2 separate regions of the Danio rerio genome follow, and region 2 is linked to region 1. The links are chromatin contacts, called in public Micro-C maps. All regions are on one chromosome and are shown on one strand. The core of a region is the stretch at or near the end of the contact, and the rest is flanking DNA. Distances in the headings are between cores, read along the strand shown. Region 1 has its middle 35 kb from the start of xaf1. Region 2 holds the start of si:dkey-52l18.4.

What was found. Hi-C and Micro-C count contacts between places; a contact is called where the count stands out from the background.
Region 2: a Micro-C map of caudal fin shows a contact between it and region 1, with 6 times the contacts expected there. The contact joins the promoter of si:dkey-52l18.4 here to the enhancer-like site in region 1. A contact is called at or near these places in 5 of 18 Hi-C or Micro-C datasets (caudal fin, embryo, hematopoietic stem cells and 1 more) and 1 of 4 datasets of contacts at active chromatin or transcription factors (caudal fin).

What each region holds. Positions count from the first base shown.
Region 1 is chr15:31,697,096-31,704,602 of GRCz12tu, reverse strand. It overlaps a transcript of rap1gap2a not described here. Among named protein-coding and RNA genes, the nearest start is that of xaf1, 35 kb to the right of the region's middle. Within about 2 kb of position 3,137, at least 5 of the 62 cell types and tissues checked have an H3K27ac peak or open chromatin away from gene starts, as enhancers often do. A contact at or near this core is called in caudal fin, where this site is marked.
Region 2 is chr15:31,826,153-31,833,659 of GRCz12tu, reverse strand. si:dkey-52l18.4 reads left to right here and starts at 3,289. Exons shown (of 5, transcript NM_001386225.1): 1 at 3,289-3,624; 2 at 5,084-5,419; 3 at 6,130-6,285; 4 at 6,892-6,920; 5 at 7,011-7,507. The coding sequence starts at 3,567. The coding sequence ends at 7,112. It also overlaps a transcript of rap1gap2a not described here.

The DNA.
Region 1 (7,507 bases), core at 1,888-4,387:
GTGCAATAGGGGCAGAGCAGTAAATATTTGTCAGGAGAGGAGGGCAGCTGCTTCTGAAGCAACAGGACAAGATTTTGGCGGCCACCGTTGTGTTTGTGCGAGCAAAAGTGGAAAAAAAGTAGGAGGTGAGGAAGAAAATCACAATTCTACAGTTTGTGATGATCATTAAGCATCTGCGCCAGTGGGTCTAATAACAATAACACAAGCTGTCTGGGCACAAGCTATACGCCAAATGCCAGCATCATCCAAAACAGCTGAACAGCAGGGGAAAAAACAGCCAAAACATCCCAGAGCTGAACTCCAGCACTGTCAATCAGAGCAAATGATGAGCGGTGTGTGGTGTTTGTGTTTGTCATGGCAACAGGTCTGGAAGGCTCTACTATGGTCTCTAATGTATTGATACACACTGTCATCAAAAGAGAGAGAGAAGCCCAGGAGAGACACTGGGTTGTGCCCTCAATATGAGAATGCCTGTTCTTTAGCGAAAACCTTGCTCAATTAAAGAATGAGATAAGAGTGTTATGATTGCAAATGAACATTTTCAATGGGGATGGTGAAAGTCTTTACAAAAAACCTGTTAAATGAGTTAATTTTAGGACAAAAATGTAATGTAATGTATTGTGTATTTATATAGTGCACTTGTCGTGTACGGCCATCCACACAAAACGCTTCACAATCATGAGGAGGGGGGGTCTCTTCACAACACTACCAGTGTGCAGCATCCACTCGGATGATGCGACAGCAGCCACAGTACAATGGTGCCAGTGCACTCACCACACTCACCACACATTCGGTGGATGGGGATGATTGGGAGGCCATGATAGGTAAAGGCTGATGGAGGGAATTTGGCCAGGACACTGCCATCCGCCTACTTGGGATTTTTAATGACCACAGAGAGTCAGGACCTTGTTTTAATGTCTCATCTGAAAGACGGTGCTCACTGACAGTATAGTGTCCCCTTCACTTTACTGGGGCATTAGGACACACACAGACCACAGGTTGCTGTATTATTAAACTCATTAATTATGTCTTCAACAATTCACATCATGAAACTAAAATGAATGGCAAAGTCAAACAGCAATTCACATTGTAAATTAAATTGACATTGAGTGACCCTTTATTTCAACTAAACTTATTTAAATATTAGAAATAATATTATAATTAGAGTTAAGATAAATTATTTTTATTTTTAATACACAATTATTTTCAATATAAATAATTATATTAAAATTACAACTTACTTTAGAGATATCATTAAACATCATGTAAAATTAAATATACATTTTATTATTTAATGTTAGTAGTATTTTTACAACCCTTTAACCGCCTGCTTTACCAAACTGTTGAAGTTATTTAAAGATACTGTATGTAAATACTGTATGTAAATTCACAACAAATTACTGTGAGATAGTTTACAGTAATTTACTGTGATTTTGTTACATTAAATTACTGTGAAATTGCAACCATATACAAGCCCGTGGCCAGCCTTTTGAAAGGGGTGGTTATTTTTTCTGAAAAAATAAAAAAATAATAAAAAAAATAAAAATAAAAAAAAACATTTTAAGAACTAATGTTTGATGAAACAGCTTGTCAGATCATAACCAAACTTTTTTTTTGATGCACCATAAAAAAATTTCCTACAATTTTTTCAAAGAGCTTACCATACTATTTATATACAAATTTGGATTTAATCTAAGTTAATCCAGTTTATTAAATATTGTAATGAGATTAGCGCTTTTATAAAGATTAATAAAGAAATATGAAAAAGAATCTTATTTTTTAAATACAAATGTATTATCATACATCATTTAAAACAAAATACAAATCTGGTAAAGCTAGTTTTAAAATAAAAACTGCTGCCTATAGTCAAATAACAAAATGGCCAGCTCATTCAATTTAAACTTAGTCACAGTTTGGCCACATGAATAATTAAGAATTTAATTTGTCTTAAAGCCTTCTTCTATCGATAATTTTCACAATTAATGAAGGTATAGCAGTCAAAAATGGGATAAATAAAGCTCATGTTGGGGTCATATTCAGTCAGTAGGGTGGTGGGTCTTTCGAACCACCCGAACCCCTCCAAGAAAATCCCAACAGTAGCATAAACGTTCATCTGTTTTAATGTCTAAGTTGAATGAAATGCAAAGAGTTTGAATTCCTATAACTAACATGCAAAAGATATAGTCATTTTTACAGTAATTTGTTGTAATCATGCTAATTTGAAACTCTAAATACAACACATTACTGTGAATTTTTAACTAATTACTAATGTAATTTACTGTGAAAAATTAGAGTAACGTGAAAATCTGAAATCTGGATCTGTTGAAAAAAATTCAATGAGTGTGTTAACTAGCAACATTAAGAGTTAAGAAATGCAATTCAAAAGAGAATTTCTTGCTGGGTCGGGTAAAGGGTTACATTTTTTTTACTTTTTTATCTTATAATAAAAATGATAGTGTTAGATTTATTGATCATGGTCATTTGAAATTTGTTAATGAAATATATGTGTGAATAAATATTCATTTATTCATTTTCTTGTCAGCTTAGTCCCTTTATTAATCCGGGGTCGCCACAGCGGAATGAACTGCTAATTTATCCAGCAAGCTTTTACGAAGCAGATGCCCTTCCAGCCGCAACCCATGTCTGGGTCCTGTCATGTCAATTTAGCTTACACAATTCACCTGTACCGCATGTCTTTGGACTGTGGGGGAAACCGGAGCATCCGGGGGAAACCCATGCGAACGCAGGAAGAACATGCAAACTCCACACAGAAACGCCACTTAAACAGAGCCTCGAACCAGCGACCTTCTTGCTATGAGGCGACAGCACTACCTACTGCGCCACTGCTTCGCCCTGAATAAATATACGTGGTGATAATAATAATACTGAAGTTGTTGTTATTATTATTTATTACATCTACCGTTTGTGTGTAAATAATATCAGTGCTTTAGTTGCTCAACAGGTAGTACACTCTGTTGCTAGCTGGCAATGTTGGCATGCTGGCAGGAGATCAATCCAGGAAAAGCACACAAACACACACACACACACAAACACACACACACACAAACACACTGATATAATGAAGAACTCGAAAACTACCAGTTGCTTTGGAAACAAAAACTTTTATGACTAAATATAAACACTGTCCTTCAATATCAACCAGAACATTGCCCTCTGGAGGACAATCATTAAAAACTTGCTTATGTGAATGCATAATGCCTTTATATCTGCTGCCCTCTGCTGCCAAACACTTGTAAGTGCAACCTATTATAAAGAAATTATGCAAGTGTGTGCAAATGAAGTCACCCTGCTCTCATAAATCATACAAAAGGTCTAATTTGGCCTCAAGGCACAAAACGGGTTATTTTAGCAAATTCTTATATAAACAAATATGTATTCGCATAGCCTACATGGAGTCTCCATGCAGAAATTAATTCATGGATTAACTCATTAAAAATGCCCAAAGAAAAATAAAAACAGCAGAAGGTCAGAGCAGAGGGAAAATTTATGCTCCTTGACATTTAACATCGGTACGGGAGCAAACTAGTCTCCACACTGTCTGTTGTTGCTCTCTGTTCGGTGTAATAGGTAATTGTGGGCCTATGCCTCTAATTGCCTCCAGCAGGACTGAGACAGCTGCAGTCACAGCGCCATCCCAAAAGAGCCATTATTCTGACCTCAGATCAGCCCAAACAGTCATTCAGCCCTCAGTCCCCTGATAGACACACGTGTAGCGTCCCAATTTGCAGTATGCTACGCCCTTCTGTTATTGTAAAACAAGCGTGTAACAGAAGAGTAGCCAAGATTGGGTCATGCTTACTGATGCTTACTCTACACAATTCCTTCATGTTGTTTTAACACAAAATGATTAAGTTAACTTAATCACTTTAACAAATTTAAGTGGATTGAACATAAAATAATTAAGTTTGTCCCCAACAAAACGTAAGAACTTGTTTTAAATAAGTAGTCTGAACAAGCAGCAAAAGCCATATTTTGAGTGTACTACATTTATATGTCCTGCAAATCATCTTGTCACGTTTCTTTTTTACCTATTTTCCTTGCTCTAAAAAATGCTGGGTTTTTTCATCCCAAAATATGGACAAACCCACAGTGAAATAAAGTATGTTTGTTTATTTAATTCATTATTTAAAGAGTTCACACTTAGCTGATGATTGTTTATAAAGCTTGTTTGGCATGCTGTCCCGGGAGAAAGCCCTGAGCTCAGAAGATCAAGCCGGTGGCTCCCTCCCATTTGCAAGGTGAGAGGGCAGTTTGAGGTCAGGTAGATCTCAAAAACTCCCCTGCTGTAGTAGCTAATGAACAGATAGCGATTGCTCTTAAGAGATAACTACTTATAGGAGCATGTCTATGGTGTCAATTTAAATTTGTCAATTAACTTAAGGTTCGTGTTTTTGGAGAGTGGGAGGAAACCGGGGAACCTCAGGGGAAACCCATGTGAGCACAGAGAGAACATGTAAACTCTGCACATAAACATCGGCTGGCTTGGTAAGGACTAGAACCAGTGACGTTCTTGCTGTGAGGCAACAGTGCTAACCACTAGCCACTAGCCACTGTGCCACCCATCTAGGAAAGGAGGAGGAGTAGGGGTGGAAGGGGGGATTCTTCAACGAAGATGGTTGTTATATGGAACTTAGGGTATTTAAAAATTGCTTAGGAATCATCTGATTGGTGAATCATAAATTGGATAATGCAGGACCAGCCGCAAGCAATGAGCATGTGATCCTCTTGAAATCTTTATAAATAAACTTCACAAAATGGTCTAAACAAATGAGCTAACTTAATTTTTTAATTCCAGCATTATTACAGTGCATGTGATGGGTTAAAGCTGGCCTAGAAATTCTTTTTTTTATTTTTTATTAACCCTCGTTTCACACACTTGTTTAACCACAACAGGGTTTGTCCCTATTCTACCCCTATTTGAGTTGAAATAACCCAGCATTGTTTCAATGTTAGTATATCTTTCATACAGAGAATTCTTCTTGTGTGTTTGCATAATAATGCACTCTAAAAATGCTGGGTTGTTTCAAACCTAAATCGAATCAATAATGCAATTGTTGGGTTAAATTTTTCAGTTATATTTTCAAGCCAACAACTAGGCTTGTCCATATTTGACACAAATTTGGGTTTAGATATGGACAAATATGAAATCTAAAAGTGCTAGGTTTTATAAACCCGAAGTCAAATGTTGACAAACGTAATGTTGGTTTAAATTGTTGGTGTTGACATTAGAGATTTACCAATTTTCCACCCCAGAAAATTTATCGGCCGAAAATTTGTTATGCCATTTAACGATCCCTCTAATATTTGTGACTTTAGTCATTGTTGGGGTACTCTTTTAAATCTGGAAGTATTAACAACTTCGTTCAATATGGCAAATAATTATCGAGAATGCATTTTTGCCATATCACCCAGCCCTCTCTTTTTTAGACTGAATGCATTTAACATTAGCCAGAACATGCCTGGATCTCTATTCATAATTTCTTCCGGATATCTCCTAAAAACCTTTTTTGAATTCAGAAAACTCAACAGTCCTCTATGAGCACTGTTTAGCCTTATCACACATTAATACAAGTCTTTAAAAAAAAATCATGGTGTTATTACAGTCTCTCAACTGGACACCAATATTTGATCTTTACAGATCAATCATGATGAGTCTTCCCATCAGAGATTAGGAATAGATATAACATTAGGATCTTGATTTTCAATGGTATAACAGCAGAGTGAGCTCCCAGTATATTACTACCATTTGATATTTGCTTTTTCCATCTAACAGCATTGGGACCCATCAACTGAGATATGTTACGTCATACTTAATAAGCCGATAGTAGACCATCGGGGTAACTTTATAGTTCTCCCAGTGCTTTTTTTCTGGCTAAACAGCCCATTTCAAGTCTATAGTCTCACACAGCAGCAGGTTTGGGGGCAGATGCTGCTGACCCGCGACTAAATTAGTTTATAGATAAAGGACAGCAGTCTTTCAGAGTCACTTAATGTCACCCCTGTCAGCCATTCACAGCACCCCTGTACAACAGGCCGTTGGGTCCAATATTAGATCGTTATGAGGGAGATAATTAAATCACTGCGGTGTGGACGTGATTGTTTGTGACAGCTGAAACAGCTCTTCGGGCAGCTTCTCATTTAGGTGCCAGACGTTTTTCCTCTAGTCTTGTGTCAAGACAGCAATCTAATGTAACTTAATTTCCTGGTAAACTGGCCGTTTATGGAGTAAACACATTTTTTAGCCATTTCAAAAGGGATAGTTCACCCAAAAACGAAAATTCTGACATCAATATTTCACCTTTGACTTGTTAAAAACAAGGTTAAGTTTTCTTATTCAGTTTAACAAAAAATATTTTGAAGAATTTTGGAAACCTGTAACTATTGACATCTATAGTAGTAGGAAAAACAAATGCAAAAGTCATTGGTTACAGGTTTCCAGAATTCTTCAAAATACTATTCCTTTAAGCTTGTACTTGCACTGGAACGTAACGCGAATAGAGCATACAAACATATCTCCTCAATATCTCTGCTTCTTCAAGGTCGTAAATGAATTAAACAGATGAATTGGATACATTTACTGATGCCTTATGAATGTCAAATACGTACTCTGGTAACTTGCCAAGATAGTCTGCGATTAAAATTCAATATAATCTTAAATATTCATCAAAATTGTTTTTAAAGACAAAGCTAGTGGCCCCACATAATCTACTTTATTTTTACAGCTCTTATTACAGTATAAACAACAATTTCTGTGAAATATTAGAAGAAACCTCTGAAAAAGAACTGACAAAGGAAAAGTCTCAGTTTGGTCTCCAAAATGTCTGAAAATGCAACAACTGAAGTTACTAATATGCAGTTGCAATTGCAGTTAGAATATGTAACACTCAAAAAAAAAAAAAAAAACAGCAGAAAAAAAGCAAAGACATTTTGAATGGTATAAAAATGTCTAACTTTCTTAATTAACTTAATTAACTTAGTATCATCCCTACCATATTAAAGGTATCAATTTCAGATATATTAAAATAATATTATAAAATCTTTTGTATATCAACGCATCACATTAAAGTCACATTAAAGTACAAAACAAAGATGAAAACACAACATCAAACACTAAAACATATGCAGAACTTATAAAAAACCCGCCAAAAAAAAACTCACCAAATTTTGCGTGGCATCTTATCACTATGATTGATGCACCCGAAATACACTGTTCTCTGCTCTCAGTCTCTCTATTTTTGCCTCTCCCTCTCCGTCCTTCCATTTCTAAAGCACATTCACATAACACTAAGCTTTATTACATAAACAAAAGCACCTGCATAAACAGGCGCTGATTATGCGGCTCCTCTAATGTGGCCCTGTCCTTCAGGTGGAGAGCTGGACATTCACTTTGTAGTTGCAGATGCGACGGAGGGGGGAAATGGTTGGTTAGATTATGCCCATCAGACACAACCAAACATGACAGGCCAACCTGTGCGCACACGCACAC
Region 2 (7,507 bases), core at 2,040-4,539, 130 kb before region 1:
AAAAAATACTAATACTACTAATACTTCCCTTCTTAGACTTTACAGACCTGAAACTTGCCTATAGCACTTATTCATTGTTGCTCTTGGTTGTGTAAATTGCTTCCTTGTCCTCATTTGTAAGTCGCTTTGGATAAAAGCGTCTGCTAAATGACTAAATGTAAATGTAAATGTAAATGGCCGCTCTACCATACAGGCCTGATTGGTGAATTGCTGCACAGATGGTTGTCCTTCTGTAAAGTTCTCCTCTCTCCACAGAAGATTGCTGGAGCTCAGATAGAGTGAACATCAGGTTATTTGTCACCTCCCTGAATAAGGCCCTTCTTCCTCGATTACTTAGCTTAGATGGCCGGCTTGCTCTAGGAAGAGTCCTGGTGGTTCCAAACATCTTCCACTTACAGATTATGGAGGCCACTGTGCTCATTGGAACTTTAAGAGCAGCAGAAATGTTTCTGTAACCTTCCCCAGCTTTGTGCCTTGAGACAATCATGTCTCGCAGGTCTACAGACAATTCCTTTGTCTTCATGCTTGGTTTGAGCTTTGACATGCACTGTCAACCTTGGGACCTTATATAGACAGTTGTATGCCTTTTCAATTCATGTCCAATTAACTGAATTTACCACAGGTGAACTCCAATTAAGCTGCTGAAACATGATCAGTGGAAACAGAATGTACCTGTGCTCAATTTCGACGGCAAAGGCTATAAATACTGATGTACATGTGATTTTCCCGATTTTTTATTTTTAATAAATTTGCAACAATTAAAAAAAATCTTCTTTTCATGTTGTCATCATGGGGTATTTTGTGTAGAATTTTGAGGAAATAAATGAATTTTATCCATTTTAGAATAAGGCTGTAACATAGAAAAATGTGGAAAAAGTTAAGCGCTATGAATACTTTCCGCATGCACTGCATCTAGTTCTTATTTCATAGAAACATTAATCTATTTATAGACACAATTTTTATAGCATACCTATTACTATTAGTTCTTCAATATATACTATTGCATGTTTGTTAGACACTATTGTTTTTATGGAATGTTACTAGTAAGATATTTGAGTGTATCTTCAGCTCAATCACATGAGAAAACATAACGTTTGCAGACTGGCAGAAAAGCAGCTAATCCATACAAATTAATATGATTTCATTGCTATGAAAACGTACGATTTTTTAAAAAAAAGACACCAAACCCCACCCTTAAACTCAACCACCATTGGAGGATGAGCAAATCATCTTAAAATGTACAAATGAGATATTATCAATTCATATGATTAGTCACTAAATCAGAAAGTTTCTAATTGTTTTGAGATTGTATTGGAAATTTATTGATACCTAATTAATAGTCAGTAGTATATTTATAACAATGCATGCTAGTTACTAGCAAACAGGGACTAATATCTGTTTAATATGTACTGTATGGATTTTTAATTGACTGTAAGCCTACATTGACGTCCACACATCTGGTAACCATTAACATCTGCTGACTCAGTTTAACTAACTGCTGTCCCTCAAGGAAAAGATACTGTTATCTAAATAATAGTAAAAATAGTAATAATAACAATAACAATAATAATAATAACAACAACAACAACAACAATAATAATAATAATAATAATAATAATAATAATAATAATAATAATAATAATAATAAGGACTAGTAGTATCAAAATATATATTTGTATGTTATATAGATTAAACGTCAAAATAATTTTGAGTGAACCGTCCCTTTCAAAATCTATAAAGTTCCCACTTATATGGTCCTATACAAATTTTTTAACATTTGGCTCCTGGTTATGAATTTGACTCCTTTTCTGTGAGATTTCAAGCAGATTTATCAAGTGCACAAAGACAGTGTGAACGTCATTCATCTTGAAGTAACAGAGCAGCAGCAGCAGATTCTGTTTAAGCTTGGCTTTCATCTCCAGCAGCTGTGTAATTGCCTGCACATGCCCCTTTATGCCTCCGTTATAAGGCCAGAATTCCCAGCTGACTGACCTCAAACTCCCTGACCAGTAGCTCCACCATGTGGCTACACTGAGAAAACAATATTTGATCTAATTTAAAGTGTACTTCACCCAAAACAGAAAATTCTGTCATTATTTAATCACTCTTTACTTGTTCCAAAACTGTTTGTCTTTCCTTCTTCTACTGAACACAACATAAGCTATTTGGTATATCATAAGAAAGCTGGAAACTGCTATCCATTGACTTTCATATTATTTGTTTTCCTACAAGTTCATCAAAATATTCTTTAGAGTTTTAACAGAATAAAAAAATGTATAAAAGCTTAAAACCACTTGAGAGTAAGTAAAATTTAAATTTTATTCTTGAGTGAACTTATCTTAAAAAAATTGTAAATCCAACAAATCATGTTTTTCATTGTAATAACTATATTACACATTTCTACTATGATTTTTAGAAGACACCAATTAAATTTCTATATTTTTTATTTATTATATAAATTAAGTTTATATAGCCAAAAAAAAATCTTATCAGGAATACAAGTATATAAATAATATTCAAATTGAATTTTCATCTCACACTAGAGTTAGGATAGGCCGAAGGTAAATTTACCAAACTATAATACCTTAAAGTTGCCATGGGTAATTTCATAAATTATTTCAGAATACTTCAAAATAAAGAGAAAATATTACTTATTTATATCATAATCATAATCACCCTTACATAATCATATTAACCAATGCAGTATAGCTTTTTAAATTATAACTTATTGCAATAAAACAAACAATCACATTTATAACACAGTGGAGTTCAATGCTAAATACACTTGTCAAGCAGAATCTGCCTTGGGCATGATTTGCTGACCAAAATCTCTGCATTGTCGGGTAACAGTATTTACATTTAAACAAAATCTGATTAATTTATGCAATTTAATTAAAATGCTTAATTTCAGTTAGCTTTTAATAATAAACAAAGGGTTACATTAAATTCGAAACAATCTCGAAACCAACTCCTTTTTACCTCTCTTCTCAGATGGGATGGCAGTCCAAATCAAAGGTTAAGGCTTTGGCCCACAGACCCTAGTTTAAAGCACAAGTTTTTTGTTTTTTTTTACATGAACAGTTATAAATACATAATATTACAATTGCAAAAACACAATAAATATATATTTATTGTCTAGCTATTTTGTTTTTGTATCTTAGTGTTTTAACATATATTTATTTGTTTCATTTTCAGGAAATTTTACGTGCTTTTAGATAAAATAAAATAAATAAATAAATCTACATATTCCTTATTCATATTACACTTGTCTAACAGTGTAAAAAGCGTGTCAGCATGATTTCCTTCTCCAACAGGAAGGATATGTTCAAACTTTCCCTAAAGCCGTGGTGTTTCCTTCCTCAAGTGCAGGTTTACAACACGACTGAAGGTGCCAGATGTGTTTCAGATAATGAGCAGAGAAACTGGGTGTTTACCAAGCGGGAAAGAGTTTCGAAGAAAGTTTCCAAGTGAATTAAGTTACCTGTTGTTGGTGTAAGGAGACTTGACGGAAATCTCCGTATATCCAGTGGCAACGGGGACAGTCGAGTATGGAAAAACTATAAAGGATGAAAAAAGTTTACAGGTGGTCCTTCACATTTCTGGCATTTCTGTGTATAGTAAAAGGTAAGCAACGTCTCACCTTCATACCTAAAAGCTGCAGCGGCACTTTCTTTGAAACAGCAATTTACCTTCACAAATCTAAATTACGTTAATCTTAAAAGTGTAAACTTTAACATTTTCCAAAGATTAAGTTATGTTTTCTGCAATAAGATGTTTGAGCCCCTGCAGTGACAGTGTTGAGAGGAGAAACATTCGCCTTTTCACCGTGTTTAAGAAAAACCTGCACATGCAAACAAATGTAGCCAGCATAACTTTTACTTGCTAAAATCGTTCATGGTAAACGTTATCGTTTCCGGTCTGTGATAATCTGTCATTTCTGCCCTTAAAAAGGAAGGAACGCGTGCTACTAGTACACTTAAACTAAAAATAAGACAGTAAACTTATGTACTATTTCATTTTAATAAAAATATACGTGAAAATACACAGTGCGTTATTTATACTGACAGAATAATTTTTCAGTGTTAGTAGGTTTTGAGGTGAAATAGCTTCCAGAAGCTAACGTACAAAAATAAAACAAACCTAGAATTGATCACCTTATTAGTATGCATTGATAATACCTCAAAACTGATAAAATTGCTGTTTTTGTTGAAAAAAATTATCCAACCTTACAAAAGTTAATCATGGTTTTTCTAAATAAAGCCAAAAAATTATATTGTTGTAGTTAAAACAAGATGAAAAATACCACGATTTTGCTACTGTAAGCTAAATTTACCAATAAAACTGTACAAATCTACATAAAAAACAGTCACTACATGGGTAATTGTTCTTCAGGGAAGTATTTAATGTCTCATTAATTAAAACATTATGCATAACTACTTGCATTATAGTCACAAAATAAAACATACCTGAACTGTACATAATATAGCCTACTTGTGTTGTTAAGGTTATACACATAAAACTTCATAAAAGCATTTCTTTTTAGGTAATATTCAAGTAGCTAAACTCATAAAAAATGTAAAGATACTAAACTTTAAGTATCTTTACATACAAGTTAATTTGCCCTCCGCTAGAAGCACTAGTAGTTTAGTATATAGTATAGTAGTGAAGTATACTTCAAGTGTACTTTATTAACTCGAAGTAACTAGTAAAAATATATGAATGCCTAAACGTTCACTTAATAGTTCAAATGATAAACTTAGTTGTGTACAGTGTACTACTGTACTGTTATAATGAAAGTACACATTAGTCCACTAAAAACTGTCCCAATTTAGTCCTAGGTAGTGTTTAAATAGTACACATATAAGTATGCTACTAGTACATTGATATTAGCATAGATGTAGACTTTTTATATGTATTCTCTTAAATAACAACTTGATGTATGCTTACTTTTTTAGGATTGTTAAGTACACAAATACAAAAGAGTTCATTTTTGTCCTGCAAGTATCACTTTAAGGGCCCTGTTTTGTGTATTTCAGGTGCTTTTTATTAACTTAAAACTCTTTTTTTTTTCTTCTGATTTCAGAATGTGAGCTGTGTTCATCTGTTCGCGCAAGTCGTGCTTCTGTGTTTGTGGCTGAGGGCAAAGAACTGCACTTCAGCTGTGAAGTGAGGCACTGTGGCCAAGCCAACTGGACTGGAGGATGGGCTTTCCAGGAAATGCAGAGCCAAGGATTTATTCCCCTCACTTCCTCCGAAAGAATCGAGTTGTCCGATTACAGCTCAGCAGTCAACAGCACACATCTGAAGGTCCATATTCACAACGTCAACCAATCAGACGCTGGAGCTTACAAATGCGTGATTACCTGGCCTGCTGGCACCAGTAGCAATGGTCATGTGACATATGTCAATGTGACTGCAGGTAAATAACTATATGTGTGTTCATGTTTGTTTGACATTATTCTAGGTGTGTAAAATACTTAACTTTGTGTACTGTACTTATTATTTTAGGAGTTTTATACTTAATTACAATTGTAACTGACAGCTTGTACTTTTGGTCAAGTTTATTTTATTCTAAATTTTTACGCACCATTCTTAAATAAATTAACAATACTGATTAATAATAATTAAATGATCAGTTTATTTGGATTAGCAATTTATAGTTATATGTTTGACATATGTTTTGTTGTATTTAGCAAACTAAATGTCATTTCATCCAAATTTAAGATCAAAATGTTGATTTTAGAGATTTTGTTTTGCATAAAATTACAAAAAAATGTACATTTATTTTCATTTTTTACAATTTCCTCTAACCAAACCTTTGTATATATATCTGTTTGACATATTTATTATGATAATAAGTAGACTTTTCATTAGAGGATGATTCAGTATGATGAAATTTTGTGTATGACTTTTTTACATACATGAGTACAACTTAAATGCGTTTTTTTTTGTACTTAAATTCAAGTATACTTTCGACTTGATGCTTGCACTTTCAATTGATTACAGTTTTCACTCTGTACCTGTACTTACACCTCAATATCATTTTAAGCACATTATCAACCCCTGCATAATTCTCACGCAGCATGACTGACTGATTCAGTTCCCTTTCAAGTCTTTATTTCTTTCCAGCAACTGGAGACTTTTCAGAAAGCAGAAGTGCCACTAATAGAGTTCTGCTGTGTCTCGGTTCCTTGGCGTGTTTTCTTGTTGTTGTGGGATTGGTTTGGTGTTTGACCCGGCTTCGTTCATCCCCTCCACCTGTCCCACCTCACACCCGCACTTCCTGTAAGCGCCCACTTTCTGTTCTGTAAGGTCTCACATGTCAGATACAGCATTTAAACAATACTGTTCTGTCTCCCATTAGTTAATGATGTTTGTCAGATAAAAATGTCTCTGATTTTTGCAGTGCTTTAGTGAATTTTGTAATCATGATCAATTGATGTTTTTGAAGTATTTTTTATTCTTATTTTCTGTTCAGCTGAACTTATTTACCTAAAATTGCCAAAAATGTATATGCATTTTAATTCATTTATGAGTCAAAGAAGACCCCCATACATGTCTTCCCTATAATTTCTAATAATATTAGTGAAACTAAAATGTCAAAATGGGTGAAATATTGTTCAGGTTATCAGATATATTTATATATAAATAAACAACCTACTTATTTCTACTGTACTTATTAGAATATATTAGTGTTAAGTATTATAAGTATTAGGTGATCATACAAAAACCTTATATTTTAAATTGCTGACAAATGGGTAAAACCTAGTGCTTTTATAGACAGTAAATGTATATAAAATTGTTTTAAACATGTCTAAAAGTGCATTATTTACTTATTCTCATGCTTAAATACAGTTTTTTTTTTAAATCAGTATTCATTTCCTTTACTAGTTTCAGCAAGAGTGAACCCAAAAAATGAAGTAAGTGCTTTTAGATCATATGCTTTTTGGGAAAAAAACTGTTTTGTAATGAATGCACATTATACATTTTTTAACTGTTTATTTCTGCAGTTGGTGTATACAGAAGTTGCGGTGTGTAATTCAAGACGACGGAATGAATGTCTGGAACCAGCAACTGAGCCTGTTGTCTATTCTTCAGTGCATTTCTCTTGAACATAAAGACTTCAATCTTGAATTTCTTTCTCACATGTTGTTGAGGATTGTTGCACTTCTAAAGCAAGCATGGGGGTAAATGCATATAGTTACAATGTTAGACTGTGATGCTAGCAATGTTACACTTTGATTTAATGTCGCTGTCATGAAGAATGAATTAAAGGAATTGTTTATTTGTATATAAGATGTGTGTATTGTGTATATAAAGTTGTGTGATTGTACTTGAAATAAACTGTGACGTATCTTAACCAAACAATTTTTACTCATCGTTTACAAAAGCAGACAGGAATTTGACACAAAATACATTTTATTTTTATAATAAATTCTTAATGGCACATGCCATAACCAAATATACATATACATCATCTTTTAAATTACCTTTTAAATTATTTTTC